Regions from separate parts of the Pan troglodytes genome. Here region 1 is linked to region 2. A link is a contact called in public Hi-C data. All regions are on one chromosome and are shown on one strand. Each heading gives the region's core, a stretch centred on a gene start, on an enhancer-like site or on the middle of the called end of the contact. The rest is flanking DNA. Distances are from core to core; before and after follow the strand shown. Region 1 overlaps MAD1L1 (mitotic arrest deficient 1 like 1). Region 2 holds the start of ELFN1 (extracellular leucine rich repeat and fibronectin type III domain containing 1).

The links. Hi-C and Micro-C count contacts between places; a contact is called where the count stands out from the background.
Region 1: a contact with region 2 is called in a Hi-C map of stem cell-derived neural progenitor cells, with 6 times the contacts expected there. The contact joins the enhancer-like site here to the promoter of ELFN1 in region 2. A contact is called at or near these places in 1 of 7 Hi-C or Micro-C datasets (stem cell-derived neural progenitor cells) and 1 of 1 datasets of contacts at active chromatin or transcription factors (stem cell-derived excitatory neurons).

The regions. Positions count from the first base shown.
Region 1 is chr6:8,177,482-8,180,742 of NHGRI_mPanTro3-v2.0_pri, forward strand. The region is part of intron 10 of MAD1L1 (mitotic arrest deficient 1 like 1); the gene reads right to left. Among named protein-coding and RNA genes, the nearest start is that of MAD1L1, 24 kb to the right of the region's middle. Within about 2 kb of position 1,865, at least 4 of the 24 cell types and tissues checked have an H3K27ac peak or open chromatin away from gene starts, as enhancers often do. A contact at or near this core is called in stem cell-derived neural progenitor cells, where this site is marked.
Region 2 is chr6:7,618,309-7,621,438 of NHGRI_mPanTro3-v2.0_pri, forward strand. ELFN1 (extracellular leucine rich repeat and fibronectin type III domain containing 1) reads left to right here and starts at 1,676. Exons shown (of 3, transcript XM_016957005.4): 1 at 1,676-1,904.

The sequences.
Region 1 (3,261 bases), core at 615-3,114, 560 kb after region 2:
AGAGGAAGAGAAGAAAACAGTAAAATGAAGCAGAGATGCCGGCCTACTACTTGCACCTGGAATCTGAAGGGGGCACAGATGTGTGGGACTGGGCCCTGACCCATTGGAAGCTGATGGAACTCCAGGTGGAGAGTGTGCAGATGAGGCTGCAGGACATCCAGCTGGTGACCCCTGGAGAACTGCTTGGTGTGGGGGAAACCTTCCAGTATCTGGTGTCAGAGGCTGTGTGAGAGCAGAGGGGAAAAGAGTTCATTTTTCCTCTTACAATGTCTCCATTTTTCTACATCAGGTGATCTTTAATGTCTCAGTTGCGTCTTAAGCTTCTCAGTGTACAAATCTTACACAGATTTTCTTATATGCATTCCTAATATTTCATGAAGTTTGATGCCATCATCCATGGTATGTACCTCGAGTGGCTCACTGCTAGTATACAGAAACAGAACCCATTTTGGTACACTGTCCTTGTATCCCGTGACCCTGTAAACCTCACGGTTTAGTCCTACTGGCTTGTCATTTATTCCCTGGGAATTTCTATAGAGAATTATGTTGTCTCCAGGCACAGTTTTACTTCCTCCTTTCCAGTCTGTCCATCTTTTCTTTTTGCTTCCCTAATTATACTGGTGAAGATCTCCAGTACAGTGCAACCAGGGGTGAAGGGAACAGACACCCTGCCTGGTCTCCATGTCAGGAATGCAGTCCGTCCACCTTGTATTGTATCGGCTGGTTTTCTGCAGGTATCATTTACCTGGTTGAGGAAGTTCTCTTCTCTTCCTAGCTTGCTGAGAACTTTCAATCACAAACGAGTTTTGGATTGTTACAAATGGTTGTGCTGTTCGCCTACGGAGATGGCCTGCACCCCCTTTCATTCTACTGAAACAGGTGATTTTCCAAAGAGAAGCAAGCATCCTGCATGCCCAGATGGGCTCCAGCCTCACACCATCTTTCCCACTGGCCTCTCTGTATTACTCCTCCTCCCCCTCCTGTGCCCAAGGTCTTGCCAAGGATGACACGTACCTCAAAGGGTGTGTGCTGGCCTCCACTTTCCTCACCCGTAAGTCACTCCCCGAGACAGACCACGCTCCTGGGAGACCAAGCTGATCACATCGCTGCCTCCAGACACACACCTCGCACTTCTGCTAACTCCCTCAGCCCAACTTCCAGCACCCTAAGGATGAGGGTGTCCACACCACACTCCCGGCACTGGCATCCTGCCCTTCCCCACGTGTGTTCACGCAGGCTCATCCACACACACTGTGTCCCTCCTTGCCTGTGACTTCAAAGTCGTAGAAACTAACATGCCCCCAGCCTGCGTGAACCCGTGTGCTGCACATGTCACATGTGCCCAGGCCTGTGTGACACATAAGGACCTCGTCCCACAGGGTCTTCCCATGGTTTCACTGACCCACCCCAGCCAGCCTGCCCAGCCTCCTCTCCTAAGACATAAGAAGCCCTACATGGGGAAGAGGGTGACCAGGCCACTCTCTCCTGGGGCTCAGCCAGGGTTTATCCAAGCCCGGGGCGAGGCCGAAGAGCCCTCTGAGGACTGCAGGACGTCAGCGCCCTGTCCTTAGGGAAGGGCCCACACAAAGGACGTCTGACCTCAACGCCAGGAGCTCACAGCCCAGAGCCCACAGGCCTGAGGGCCCCAGGACACTGGTCAGAAACAAGGCAGGCATGGGACAGCCAGAAGCGCCCCCCTGAAGGCAGTCAGGCACAGTGGCCACAAGCCCCTCACATCCCCATCGACCAAAACCCCAGTGTCAGCAAGCAAGTCCCATGGTGGGAGAGCAGCGGTCCACTAGGCCAGAGAGACCCAAGGGAAGCTGCTGTGGGAAGGATCACCAAGGCGGGGGCACCACCTAGTGGCAGCAGCTCCTCCACATCCACGGGGCCTCGGGCCTCGGCAAGCCCCAAATCCCAGCAAAGCCTGGGCCCGAAGGCAAGCAGACGCCAGCCCACCCGGCACAGGCCCAGGGCACTCCCAGCCACAGAGCCCTCTGCTTTCAGGACATCTGATGTCACCTCAGGTCCCCATGGCTGAGAGGAGGGGATCCCCAAGCTCGCCCACAGAGGCACGCAAGTCTCCACACAAGAACAGCAAATGCACTCAGCCCTTCCATGCGGGCAGCCGTGGCCCCCCGTGGCCCCAGCTTCTCACCACATCTGTGTCCCTGTTGCCCACTTCATCACCACATTCAATGCTGCCAGACATGGGCTTCAGAAATTCCTAAGAACTACCCCAAACCTGGACCCTAAAAACAGAAAAGAAAGCCCAGTGCATCTCAGGTTTACCCAGAAATCCACTTTGGTTTTTGTTTTTGTTTTTTAGAGACAGGGACTCACTCAGTCACTGGAGTGCAGTGGTGCAATCACAGCTCCTCCTGGGCTCAGGTGATCCTCCCACCTTAGCCTCCTGAGTAGCTGGGACTACAGGTGCATACCACTGAGCACAGCTAATTTTTTTTTTGGTACAAACAGGGTCTCAACTATGTTCCCCAGGCTGATCTCAAACATCTAGGCTCGAGCAATCCTCCTGCTGCAGCCTCCCAAACCACTGGGATTACAGGTTTGAGCCACTGTGCGCAGCCAGAAATGCACACGTTTACCACACCCTCCCGGTGATCCTAGGAGCCATATTCGGGACCGCCAGCCCGCATTCCCGTGGACTCTCTAGGAGCCGTATTCGGGACCGCCAGCCCGCATTCCCGTGGACTCTCTAGGAGCCGTATTCGGGACCGCCAGCCTGCATTCCCGTGGACTGAGGCATGAGCACCACCCCACTGACGTCCAGCGTGAGTCACCCGAGATCACGACCTGATGCAGAACCACACTCAGACACCCGCCCTGTGGAGCACAACACAAGGAGCGGCGGGGAGCCCTGAAGGGGCCCAGGCATGGCAGGCAACCCAGCACGTGAGGAAACCTGCCCTCTACCAGGCCCACAGCCAAGGCCAACGCAGGAGACTAGGGGTCAACCCCCACAGCGAGGACGGCTCCATCCACCTTCCTGGCCATCAGCCTCCGGCTGCTCAGAGAGGATGCTCGCGCCAGCCCTCTCCAACTCACAGGGACCTCCACAAGTACACGATCACGTCGGATCTTCACACGCAGTTGGGGAGAAGAGCTCCGTGTCCCCCTTTCAATAAAGAGAACACTGGCCCAGAGCAGCGCAGTGACTTGACACAGGTCTTACTGTTGGTGGCGGGGGGCGGGGGGAGCCTTGAATCCAGCCTCCGAAGAACTATCTGTGTTCCTCATCAA
Region 2 (3,130 bases), core at 426-2,925:
GCTGGACAGCCGCAGGCAGGGGCTCCGTCCTTGGCCTCCACCCTTCGTGTCCAGCAATCCCGGGAGCAGGCGGCGGCACTTCCTCCATGCCCCGGCCTCAATCACCGTCTCAGTCCCCCCAACCCCGTCCTGCAGGAACAAGTGTGGGAGGCTCGGGGTCGGAGGGCGGGCGGCCGTCCCGCGGGCTGGACGGAGTTTCTGGGCTGCGGAGAGGCCGTTGGACCCACGTCCGGACGGGAGCCCCGCGCGCCCATCCCCGGCCCGGCCATCCTCGGGGCGCGCTGTCTGCGGCCTCCCGCGCCACCCCCACCCCTGTCCCGGGACCTCCTCCGGGAAAGACACCCGGGGAGCAGCCCCCTCCCCTCCAGCAGTCCCCTCCCCTCCCCTCTCCCTGCCCTCTTGATGGTGTGGGGCTCCCCGGCCGGAGGGGCGCGGCGCTGGCAGCGGGGTCCAGAGTGTCGCGCCCAGCGCGTGCTGGGGGTCCCGGGCTCCGCAGCTCCGCACGCGGCCGGTTTGTGAAGCGGCGCGCGGGGGCTTAGCCGGGCGAGGGCGCTCTTGGGCCTGGTTTGGAATTTTTAGCCCACGCGAAAGCCGCAGGCTGGGGAAGGGGCGGGTGGGAGTGGGAGACGCCCTGGGAAGCCGTGAGACCGCTCGGCGAGGGCTCGGGACCACCAGGGAGCGACGGGGGACCCCTCGGCTCAGAGCCCGAGGGAGCGATTTCGGATCCGCTGGGATTCCGGAGGCGCATGAAGGGAGAGGGAAATCCGCTAAACCGAACCTTCCGGGAATCGGAAGGCGCCGGGCCGCTCCCACGCCTCCCCCTCCTCCCGGCCGAAAGGCGGGGGGCGACGCGCAACGGGGAGGGAAGGGAGGGAGGGGTCGGCGACCTTAGGGGAGGGCGAGTCCCTGGGGACGCGGGGCCGCCAGGGGCCCGACCACCCTCTCGCTCCACCTCCCCGCCCCCAAGTGCCCCGCTCTCCCCCCGCCCCGCAAACGCGCGTCCTGCGGGCTGTGCTTTGGCCCTCGCGGACGCGCGCGCTCACAGAGGGTCTGACTTGGGGTCAACTTCCACGAGGTTGCCGGGCGCCTGTGAGCACAGCCGTGTCCGCACCCAGGTGCCCACCTCCCAGCGCCACCAGGGTCCCGACCCCCCAGACCTTCGGACGCTTCTCTTCCAAACCAAAGCCTGGGAGCCTCTGGGTGGCCTGGGGCGGGGGCAGGGGGCGAGCAGGGCGGGCCAGGAGGAGCGGGCGAGGCCGCCACTCGGCTTCCCACGCCGCCCCCGCGGCTGGCTCCAACTTCCCCTACGGAGCCCCCCTCCGGCCACCCCCTAGCCCACCGACGTGCGGGCAGCGACCCCGCCCCCCGCCCCCCGCCCCTCCAGTCGCCCCCGCCGCGGCCCCCGCCCCCTCCCCATCCCTCCCCGCGCGCTCTCCCACATGAAACCTTCCATCACGCTCAGAAAGAATGTGCTACAACCTCGGCGCTGCCGCGGCCGCCACCACTGCGCCCGCGCCCGCGCCCGAGCCCGAGCCGGAGCCGGAGCCGCCGCTCCCCCGCCTGCCCGGCCAGCCCCGGGCTCCGAGCGCGCGGTCCCCGCCGCCGCCGCCGCCGCCGCCCCGCGCTCGCCCCGCGCTTGACGCAGTGAGCGCCGCAGCCTGGCTCCCGCCGGCTCCGCTGGGCTCCGGGTCGCAGGCCGAGTCCAGCCGGGCGGGCTCCGGGAGGGGCCGGCAGGGCGGGAGTGGGAGGAGGCCTGTCTGGAGCCAGCGAGCCCGGAGGAGGAAGAGGAGGAGGAAGGAGGGGAAGCCGCCGCCGCCGCCGCCGCCGCGCTCGGGGAACCGGGGTGCGCGCGCTCTGCTCGCCCGCGACAGTGCCTCCAGCCCGGGGCCCGCACCCCGGCCCAGGTAAGAAGGGGCCTGAGGGGCAGGGGGCTGTCCGGGGCCGGGGGACCCCTCTGTCGCCGCTGCGGGATCGGAGGGTCCCCGCCCCTAGAGGAGGCAGGGAAGAAGATGCTCTCTGGGGGGGGGGGCGGCGGGGGGCAGCGCAGGGTCCCCAGCGGCTCTCGCAGCCCGGGCCACCCCATCCCTGGTGCCCTGACCTCGGCGTCCGCGCCAGGGCCGAGTCTCCCCGCCCGCGGGGCTCTGGATGCGGCGCTCGGGGCCCGCGGCTCCCGGGCGTCCCCATCCACCCACCCAGATTCGGAGGCGGGCGCACCCGAAGTTAGCGGCCGCCGAGCCTGGGCCGGACAAACTTCCCTCCCCGACGCCGCGGCTGGAAGGGCCAGGACTCCGGACCCCTAGGGCTAGGGAGGCGCCGCGGGGACCCCGAAACTTTCCGGAGCGCGCTGAGAGCAAAAAGCCGGCTGGGCAGAAAGAGGGGGAGGGGGCTGGGCACGCCTTCGAGTGCGCTGGGGTAGCCGCGGCGCCCCAAGTTGAACCACAGACGAACCCCTCTTCATCTGAAACCTGGTCTCGGAGTCGGAGGTGGGGAGGGAGTGGGCTGTGGGTGCCTCGACTTCGCAAAGCCGGCGTGGGGGGGCGCAGCGCCCCGCCCCGCGCCGCTTGAACCTCCGGAGGGGGTGTTACGGGACCCCCGCCCCCACCCCAGCCGGTGGCTGGGCTCTGCCGGCCGCTGCGGAGCTCCCGGGAAGGACCTGCTCGCGGCTATTAATAGGCGTCGGTGACCCTAGCCTCTCCCGGTCCGGGAAGCTGGCGCGGCGGGGCTGGGCTGGGCTGGGCTGCCGAGTGGGGCGGGGCCCCGGGGCCCAGAGCGGACCCCCAGCTCTCCTGGTCCCTCTTCCGCCGCTCTTCCCTCCCTGCCGCCTGCTTTCCTCCCATTTTCCCTCTTCGATCTCGGGGTGTCGGCTCCCCCTCCGAACTTTTTCTCTTCCCAAACTGCACGGTGGCCACCCGGTCACGGCCCTGGGCCGTACCCGCGCAATCTCAGCACCATTCCCGACCGAGTCCTCCGCCGCGGGCTGAGCGCGAGTCCCCGGGGCCAGACTGCCCAGGGAGGAGCAGGGACTTCCTACAATCCGCGCCCTTCCTCCCAACCCACGGCGAGCGCAACACATTCGCCCGCCCCTGCGGCCCCATCTGAGGGCGGGGAGAGGTCGCTGGGGGCAGCTTCG